Regions from separate parts of the Rattus norvegicus genome. Here region 2 is linked to region 1. The links are chromatin contacts, called in public Hi-C maps. All regions are on one chromosome and are shown on one strand. The core of a region is the stretch at or near the end of the contact, and the rest is flanking DNA. Distances in the headings are between cores, read along the strand shown.

Region 1 (5,111 bases), core at 1,135-3,634:
CAGCCATCACGCATGGTGGCTGGCACAGGTGCTCAGCCACAACTACCCTGAAGGTCAACGAGTCCTGTCATCGCAAGAAGGCCTTCAGAGAGACAGGCTTCCTTTCATTATCTTCTTTTTACAAAGAAACAAAGTTTCTCAAAAAAGAAACATTCACAGGACTTAACAATATCTATTTTATAAACAATTATATAATCTTGTTTTTCTTAAAAGGCAGTAAGTGAACGTGGGTTTTAGTGGTTGTTTTTAGACATTTATAAATACTGGCGACACCTACCGGCAGAAAATATATTTCTGTTCAGTCGCCCTTTGTGCAGACAGAAACAAGAAAACTTCCCCTGAAACCCACTTAAGTTTCTTTTTCCAACCTTGTCCATCTCCATTACTGGGAAGCTATTTATACCTGACCAATGAAGTTGGAGACATCTATCTCTGTCTCAAGTTGTGTCAAGTGTACTTTTATTATGGTAAAAATAATTATATTAATACAACTCAGTGGTGATCCCTGAAAAATACTTACCAATATTCCCCAAAAGCATTCACCTCCCATCCTTGTTTTCACACAAGTACATCCCCACAAAGGGAATATAAAAATATTAGTGATGAGGAAAATTAGCATAACAGTTCACGAAATGCTAGAGCACATATCTACAGACCATGACTAACAAGAAAAGAATAAGCAGGCAGCTTCACTTAAGCCTTTACCACAGGACTCCAAAACACAGGACAAAAAGAGCAAAGCCCGGTCAGAATTCACAACTATTTTCACTATGATCTTCTCTGACCCATTTTAGTTTATTAACCGAACTGGCTATGCTTTTTTTTTCCTCCCAGAAGTCTGAGAAGCCACCAGCCCCATCCCTACTGAAAACTCATATCTAACCCAGGCAGTAACAACCTGAACCCCAGGAAGGTACCACCCTGTCCAAACAGATGAGAACCCGTCACACTTCCATAGCTGCTGAGACTACGAGCTCTACAAATATTCAACTAGCTACGGAAAGGAGAGGGTTTTATCTTGTATAACCAGAGCCTGGCAGAGTCCTGCTGCAAGGAGGCACTGTTGGAGGAAATGAATCTCCAAATACACCTATACAGAATTCAGAGTCAAGGGCACACACTGAGCAGACAGACCTACATGTGTCGCATAGGTGGAACCAACCGTGCAGTGACTGGGCGGGACACACATCTGCCTCCAGCACCACCACTGCCCACCCGCCCCCCCCCCCCCGTCTTGGTGGTTCTCAGAGTGAGGCAGAGGAAAGTGGAGAACACACACACACACACACACACACACACACACACACACACACACACACGGGGGGGGGGGATGATTAGCTGGTGCTATAGACGCCACCACAGCAAGGCTAGGATCTGATAAGGCAACTGTCTTCTCTAAAACCCTGAAAAAGTACGAGAATAGTCTTCTCCCCCAGCTTAACCTACTAACTCTTTTAAGGGCAGTCAGCAACTTGCCAGAGACAGAGCACACGGGGGCGGGAGGGGAAAGCTTAAGAAAACCAAACTGAGAGGACTCCCTCAATTACCCAAGGGCACTGCCTCTCTCCCTGCGCCCAAGTTCCCAGAAAGGGAACTGTTTCTAGTCTTTAAGACAGCGAATTCACCAGCGTATAGCTCATTTTCAGCCTCAATTACTCTTTTAGCTTAGACCCAAAATGAACGACACTCTTCCTCCAACCTCCTTTATTGGTTACTTTTGACAAGTAAAGGTGCTCTGTCCTGCCCTTGCTCTCAAACAGCTACAAAACCAAGTGTGTCTGGTGAGATATCTGAACCGGTCTCAAAGAACTTAGGCTCTCTTAACCCCGACCGAGGACGGGGACACATTGCTTTACGAGGGGCTCTTCCTGACACCCAGGCCTCCCTAACAGGGCAGCGGTAGGTAGATGCCTTTGCGGGCTCTAGACAGAGACTGGAGTTCTGTCTGCCGGACTCTCCAGTAGGAGAGAGGCAGCGTCAGGAAACTGCGGTTCCCGGGCGCAGGGAGAGAGGGGCAGGGATAGAGGAGCCAAGAGAAGGCGAGAGGGAGCATTTGAAGGGGCGATCCGGAGAAGCGCAGCACTCCGGGGAGATGGAGAGAAAGTGTGCGGTATACAAGGTGAGGTGGCGGAGAAGCCCGAGGTGCAGGTGTGTGGAGGGCGCGTCCTACCTCGTCCTTGGCCACCCCGCTGCCCAGGGGCGCCTCCAAGCTGCAGTTTGCCCTCTTGACAGTGAGGTAGAAGGGGTAATCCTTGGCCACCATGGCAGCTGCCGGGCCTGCCCTTTGCGATGTCACCGCTGATCCCAGGCGACAACAAAAATCCCGGGTAAAAGAGGGCCCGAGCTCCACGATGCCGGCGGCGGCGACGCGAACACCTACAACGGCTTCTAGCAGGCTGGACCTGATGCCTGGCTCCACCGGGAGGGCGGGCCGCTGTAAGCCACGCCCACGGAGGGAGGGCGGATGGGCGGGACTAGAGAGGACCACCCCGCCCTCCTAGGAACGCCAGGTGCGGACGTGTAGACGCCTCGTGGGGCTGGGGCGGTTCTGCCAACTTTGGGGACCTCAGGGAACACGCGCGTTGAGCCACCAGACCCCAGGCAACTCCATTCGTGGAAGAACAGTTTGTAGCAAGGAGGCCCGGGAGCGAGGGGGCAAGGCCCAAGCCAGAATCATTTTGAGGCGTAGGCGGGGTGTGTGCAGGGTTTCTCTACATAGCCCTGGCGGTCCTTTTTTAAAAGTGAGCGTTAGTAGGGTAAAAGCAGTCCAAACAGTTAAATGCGCCCACTTTAAGTGTGCAGTTCAAAAAGCACCGCGTAACCAACCTCCACAGCCGAGAGACAAATACTTTCCACCACATATGGAGTCCCCTCTAACCATCCTCTTCCCCCTCCCACGTGCCTACACTCACGCCCCTACACCCACGCTGGACTGATTCAGTCTGTTTCCAGTCTAAAGCAAAGATCACGTTTTGGGGGATCTTTTCTAAGGGAAACACTGACGTTGTAAATGCCCAAGAAGCAATTAAAAGGGCGTTGCTGCAGCCCTGACCAGTCAGTAAAAAACAAACAAACAAACAAAAAACTAGAAACAATGGCAACGGTCTTTGGTAAGAGTACTTTAAGTAAACTTTTCTAATTATAGAACACCACCCCATAGCGATCAGAAAGGAGATGGGTCTATGGGTGGGGCACTGAAAGATCTCCTTGATGCTGGCCTCAGTTCGAAAAGTAAAAGGCTGGCCTTTTGAAGAATAGTTAGCAAGTGTGGGGCTCTGAGTTCAGTTCCTGCATCCAAAATATAACAGTGCGGAATCAAAGCAGTAGAACAGTCTGTGATCAAAACACATCTACAAAAGAATACTTTCCTTCTTCCTTCTCTTTCTTTGCTTCTTTGTTTCTTTGTTTCTTTCTTGATATTTTCTATAAAGACATACTTGTAGGTCAACAACATTTAATGTCTAGAAAAATCTGAGACAAACTTACACTGTCCCTGGTGGCAGAGGAGAAGAAACATCTGAGATAGAAAAGGTAGTGATAGTCAACAAAGAGGCTTTACAGTTACAGTAACAATTTTCAACGTCTTAAAAGAAAACTATGTTCGCATGTCACCCAGGGGAAAGAAGAAATTAATTTTCTTAAAGTTATCATTTCCTCCAAATAACATTTCTTGTAAACTTCCCTGTAGTATCTTTCCATCCTCCAGTGAATGGCCTCGTACAGCAAGTGCTGTTACAGGGAGCTACCGAGTCTTGTTTTTGCTGTTGGGGTGTGAGGGAGGCAGTGTGATGGAGAAATAGATCCTGCTTAGACATTCTCTGCTTCCAGATGAGGTCAGAACCCAGCAGTTCCTACTTTCCCTGGTGAGAAACTGCTTAACGTGTGGATCTTCCACCTCAGGTACCAAACCCACACCCTGGCCCTAAACCCACCCATTATCTTGCCCAACTAGATAGCAGACGAATGGACTGCCTTTGGATACGGGAAGAAGCATATGTGTGAACAGGGCTCCTAAATGAGTGGGTTCTGACGAGACAAGAGGAAGCTGTGGTTTTCTTTCTAAGTACACAACCTGAAGCAATAGGAAGAAAGCTGCAGCCAAAGAAGTGTGGAGTGGGAAGGAGCCTATGACAACCACTGACTTTCCCTAATGACATCCCCACCACACAGTCATACTCCCTGCAAGCGTAGCCAAATGTGCTGCTGGAGCAAAGGGAACCCCATCTCCAGGGTGCCCAAGCAAGCCAGACCAGAGGTAGTGACATGTCCCAGAGCCAAAGCACCCACAGCCTCTTTTCCTTTATCCTTTCCCTGTTCCTCCAGGGCTCACCCACAATCTCCACCACAAGACCCTGGGCATCAACAGTTCATTTGGTAATGAACTTTGATCCCAAATGAAGTACTGGGCCTTGCTCTCCAGTTGGAAAATACACTTACAGCCCTCGATGGGGAATTCCCTGCAAGAGATTCCCACAGCTCTCATATTGGGGTGTTTTCTTCAGCATTCTGACCAGGCGGTGTGACACACCAAAACTACCTGGTGATAGTAAATGAGCCCTTAGAAATGGGTGTGTGTGGGGGGAGGGAGTGGCAGAGAGAGCACACCAGTTAAAAGCACTTGTTTCCTTTTTAGAGGATTCGAGTTTAATTCCCAGCACCCACATCAGGTAGCTCAAAACCACCTATACATCCAGCTCCAGAGGATCTCATAGCCTCTTCTGACCTTCACTGACACCCACATGCACGGGAACACACACACTACACACACACACACACACACACACACACACACACACACACACACACACACTCATACAAGTGCATGTGAAAATGGAGAAGGGAAATTGAACGTCAAGTTTAATTACTGGACACCAAATAGCAATCATATTAATAAGAAGCTTACCATATACATTTCATTTTCTCTTAAGACTTTTTTGCCTTTCTTAAAAAACACTAGGAACCATAGAATCAGTGACTAGCATACATGCATCAAACTCATGTTGCTTTTTACTATTCCTCTGGGTGTAGTAGAGAAAGAGGGAGGGAGAAAGAGAGAATTGCAAATCGACAGAACTATTTAAATCGTGCCACAAAATGAGTGTGATGGAGAG
Region 2 (5,111 bases), core at 1,656-4,155, 71 kb before region 1:
TGGCATTTTGTCCTAACAATGCAAACCTCCCCCAAATAGATGCTTTAGTCTCCCAGAGTTCCCAGTTCCAACTTTGTTTTGTTTTGTTTTGTTTTATGAGACAGGGTTTTTATACATATAGCCCTAGGTGTAACTGGAGCTCACTGTATAAACCAGACTGGCTTCCAATTCAGAGATCTGCCTGCCGCTGCCTCCCAAGAACTGAGATCAAAGGTTTGTGCCACCAGCCTATTTGTTTGTTTGTTTGTTTGTTTGTTTGTTTGTTTGTTTAAAGACAGGGTTTCACACAATCAAAGCTTTAAATTCTGTATATAGCCAAGTATGGCTCTGAACTTTTGATCCACCTCCCTAGTGCTGGTATTATAGGCAGGTACCACCACAGGAGTTTATGTGAGGCTGGGGATTGAACTTCATGCATTCTAGATAAACAACTGGGCTACAGCAGTCTTAGTTACAGAATCTTACTCTATAGCCGAGGCTAGCCTTGAACTCACAATCCTCCTGCCTCAACCTGCAACTGGGATTCCAGGTTAATACGTTTTCTCTATTTTTTCACATAGTTACATTTTTAGGGCTCTATACTGTTGTCTGTACACACACCACGCCATTTCCATTGTGTCAAGGAGGATGCCATCAGGATTCTTTTTTTTTTTTAGGAATTATTTATTTTATGTATATGAGTGTACTATAGCTGTCTTCAGACACACCAGAAGAGGGCATCAGATCCCACTACAGATGGTTGTGAGCCACCATATGGTTGTTGGGAATTGAACTCAGGACCTCTGGAAGAGCAGTCAGTGCTCTTAACCACTGAGCCATCTCTCCAGACTTAAGTAAAAATAGGGGTTGAAGTTGTAGCTCAGTGGTATGAATGCTTGCCTAGCATACAGGAGGCCCTGCATTTGATCCCAGTGTTAATAAATAAAAACATCTGAGAATAGCAAGTTCCAGATGAGAGTGGAATCCAAAGTGAGACCCTGTCTCCAAAGGAAACACACACATACATACACACACACACACACACACACACACACACACACACACACACAACCCAAGGAACAACAAAATCCCAGATTCTCTTTATTGAGAAGGCTCAACTATGTACACATACATCAAAATAAATAAAAGAGGCTCACACCAAGGGTTTGTTTTTTCTTTTGGCATGTACAAAGCAATGGGTTTCACTGTGGCAAGAACTTTGTGTGTATGCCAGTGTGCTGGCCCAAAAGAAGTCCAGAGGGTGACATTAGTGGGCTGCCTCCCTCTGCTGCTCTCTACCTGAACATTCAAGGCACGACTTCTCATTCGATCTAAACATCCACATATTGGCTAGGCTGGCTGGCAAGTAAGCCCTTGGGGTCCACTCATTCCCAGGCCCCCCTCCCCAGGCTGAGGTATAGCCACAAGCTCTCAGATGCTCACCTCCTGAGTGCTAGGATTATCCATGGGTGCTGGTGACCTGAACTCAAGTCATTATGCTTGTATGGCAAGCCCTTTAAGACTGAGCCAACTCCCCTGCCCCCTCATTGTGACATTTCTTCCAATACAGGTGTATGTGTGTACGTGTGTGTGTGCGCATGCAAGTGGAGACGAGAAAACAACCCTGGGTATCATACCTGGGAACACTATTCACCTTCCCTGACACAGTCTTTGATTAACCAATTAGGTGGGCTCCAAGGATCCTCCTATCTCCATCTTCCCAGTGCTAGAATTACAAGATCATGCCACTCCACCTTGAGTTTTTAATGTATTCTGCGCATCAAACTCGTCTCCATGTTTGCAAGACATTCACTTTACCGAGTCTCTTCCCAGCTCCCTTGTATTCATACATGATTATAATGTACTTTGATCATATTCATACTGTTACCCTTTTGGGTCCCCTTCCTCATCACATTCTGGATCTCAAATATTCTCCCCACACATGCATGTTATAACAGGGTCTCACGAAGCAACTTTACAATGTAGAATCACCTGGGAAGAGGGAATTTTAATTGAAGAACAGCATTGATCAGATTGGCCTGTGGTCATGTCTATGGTAAATTGTGTTCATTGACAATGTGTGTGTCGGGGGTGGGGGGATGGACCCAAGTCCACTGTGGGTGGCATCATTCCCTTGGCATGTAGGTATGTAAAAAAGCTGGCTGAGCATGAATCAGTGAATGGGCCAGTAATCAGTATTCCTCCATGGTTTGTTTCAGTTCCTGCCACGACTTTCCCTCAGTGATGGGACCATGACCTACTAGAACCGTAAGTTGAAATAAATCCTTTCCACTCCAAATTGCTTTTGGTCATGATATTTATCACAACAACAAAGGAAACTAGGCTATCCCTTGATAAACCACTCTATCTAGATAGAACCACCAACATTCCTGAAGAAAAAAAGTGTGGTGTGATGAGTTGTGATGTTTTTAAAGCTGTCTGACTACACAGATTTGAGGGGTAGTTACCTCTTCTCAATGTGCACTTGTTCACGTGGGGCTTTCTATCCTGATGGCTATAAGATTCCTACAGATAGCTCTGGGTTTGGGGAACCGTCTTCCCATTCTGTGTGGCCATTCTCTAAAACCAGATGGCACTCTGGATTTGGGGAAATAGAGTAAAAAAAAAAAAAAAGGGACACACAGAGAACGTAAAGTTGAACAAGCTGCTCACCGAGATGGGCTGCAGCTTCCTGTAACCACGAAGTTTGCATTCTTAGCGGCTAGAGACTTCTGGGAATGGAAACTGAAGCAGTCAGTGGCAGTGGCCACAAGCGAGAAACCGAAACCACATTCTAACTTTGCACAAAACTGCCAGCTCTGGCTGTTTTCGTTGTGTCTTGACTACATGGATGGCATTTAGTTGTGTGTGCAGTAACATCTTTGGAACAGACTGAAACCCACGTAGCCTCCCATCACTTGTACTAACTCTGAAAATGTCAGCACAAACAATGAACGTTCTAGCAAAGATACAGCCCCCAAATCAACAAGCCAATGCCGTTGTAGGAACAAAAAATAGAGACTGTCTAAAATGGCTCTGAAGGGGAGGGCAAAAGACCAGAGAACAAAGCAGATTGGGTTTTCTTTCTTTTCTTTCTCCCTTCCTTTCTTTCTTCTTTCCTTTCCTCCCTTCTCTCTCCCTCTCCCTCTCTCTCTCCTTCTCTCCCTCTCTCTCTAATTTGTGTGTGTGTGTGTGTGTGTGTGTGTGTGTGTGTGTGTGTGTGTGTGTGATTTAGCTAGGTAGCTGACTAACCTTGTACTATATAGCCCAGGCTGGCACCTGGTACAATCTAGCTCAGGCTGGCCTTCAAATTGTAGCAGTTCTCTTGGTTCAGCTTCTGGAGTGCTGGGATTGCAGACAGAGAACTCGATTTTTCCCTTGAGAAAAGCAAAACCTGGACTTACTGTTTATGTGAATGCTGTGTCAAATCTAGGAGTGAACAGTATGTAAAGAATGTGGCAGATGCACATTATAAAGAAAAAAGTAGTCATTAGCCTTTCTGCATTAATATGCTGTTGGAAATGGTTGCTAAGGGCTTAAAACCTGTTCAGTTTTTTTTATAAACAAAACAGAAACCCTATTCTTTTGGAGAAATAAAACTATTTCAATGAACAAGTAGACTAAAATTCCAGTGTAATTTAAAAGTGAAACTTCCCTCAGCCCTTCCTTTTCCTTGTTGTTTCAAGAGGTGCTCACACTAAGTAGTTCTTAGCTGGGCTGGAACTTGCAATACAGAGTATTGAACTTTTGGGGATCCTCCTGCCTCTGCTTCCCAAGGGCTGGAGTTACAGGTGTGAACCACTACACCCGTCAGCTTCAAGTTCACCATCAGTCACTTGTGTCCACAGCGAGATGTAACACTCTTCTGTCACAGCTCTGACTTACCACTAAGCTTTGTATAGGGCATAGGTAAAGGTGAGTGAGTGGGGTTGGGGTGGTAAGAGGCTAAAATGGGTAAAGGTGATTGCTGCTAATGTCAAGCCAGATGACCTGAGTCTCAAAGCCCATACAGTGAGAGGAGAGAAGTCAGGCTGTCTTCAGCCCTCCACTCAGGGGTGGTAGCACCTGTGCACTAATGTGCATGTCTCACACATACATCTACACTCAATATATACAAACAAATAAATGGTGTACACTAAGTATGCATGGTCAAAAAAAAAAACAAATCAGAGCAGAATGCTTGAGGAAACAGAAATGTATGTTCTGTAGCAGCTTCATTGATCAGTCACACCATTTACTTCAGCCTGTGTTCTACGGTAAGTCCTACTTGGAAACCACATGCAACATTTCAGAAAGAAACTCTTGCCCTTCAAGAGGACAACCTGACACTTGGTGGCTGAGCACACACTGTACACAGGGGGGAAAGGTATTCTTAATGCAATTTATTTGAAATGCTTCCAGAAAAGTTTAAGGCCATTATACAAAAGTATTCATTTCACCAGAACATTCATTCACTCTCTTCCCACAGGCTGACCCTGACAGAGACCCTTCCTTAACTCGCTGGTCACAATGGCTCTGTAGAGAACATTTCAGGCTTTTCTCTATCGTCCAGTGCCCGGTCCGTCTCAGCTTCCTACTGTGTCTGCCCGGAGCAGGTTTATTCGCTACATCAGCAACTTGAGAGACAAAATGGTTTTAAATAAACTCATAATAGAAAAAAATTTTCACCATGGTTAAAAACTATAAATACAGAAATAGGCTTTACAGGGTAGAAACTGGTCAAAATAGGTCTTGAAAAATAATAATGTCATATACCTTGTTTTTCTATTGGTTGCTCTTGCCACACGGCTTCTTTCAGTGCGCACGACACATGTGCATAGTAAAGGGACAACTTTGCATTTTGCTTTCTTTTCTGTAAACTTTTGATAGATGCAAAAATTAACAACAACAAACAAAAAAAACTTTTTGGCAATAATTTAGAATCATTACTACTAGTGCTGGTGTGGGTATAATTTTATACAAATCCTCTAAGTATTTACACTTGCAGAAGCTGCTCTGTCTAGTTTGTGAACGGTTTTTTCCACCACGCCCTCAAGGTCTTTTTACCCATCCTTGCTCTGTAAAGCAAGGCTTTAACAAAGAACTTTCCAGTTTGGCTAGCCGGTTCTAGTTAATAAGAGCTAATGAAACCA

What was found. A called contact is a pair of places that touch in the nucleus more often than the background predicts.
Region 2: a contact with region 1 is called in a Hi-C map of mammary epithelial cells, with 2.7 times the contacts expected there. The contact joins the enhancer-like site here to the promoter of Arhgef3 in region 1. A contact is called at or near these places in 7 of 12 Hi-C or Micro-C datasets (the A7r5 cell line, the Rat2 cell line, hepatocytes and 3 more).

The regions. Positions count from the first base shown.
Region 1 is chr16:2,516,484-2,521,594 of GRCr8, reverse strand. Arhgef3 (Rho guanine nucleotide exchange factor 3) reads right to left here and starts at 2,384. Exons shown (of 10, transcript NM_001106061.1): 1 at 2,171-2,384. The coding sequence starts at 2,263.
Region 2 is chr16:2,587,870-2,592,980 of GRCr8, reverse strand. Arhgef3 (Rho guanine nucleotide exchange factor 3) reads right to left here. Exons shown (of 10, transcript NM_001106061.1): 10 at 4,355-5,111. Among named protein-coding and RNA genes, the nearest start is that of Tasor, 23 kb to the left of the region's middle. Within about 2 kb of position 2,905, at least 4 of the 93 cell types and tissues checked have an H3K27ac peak or open chromatin away from gene starts, as enhancers often do.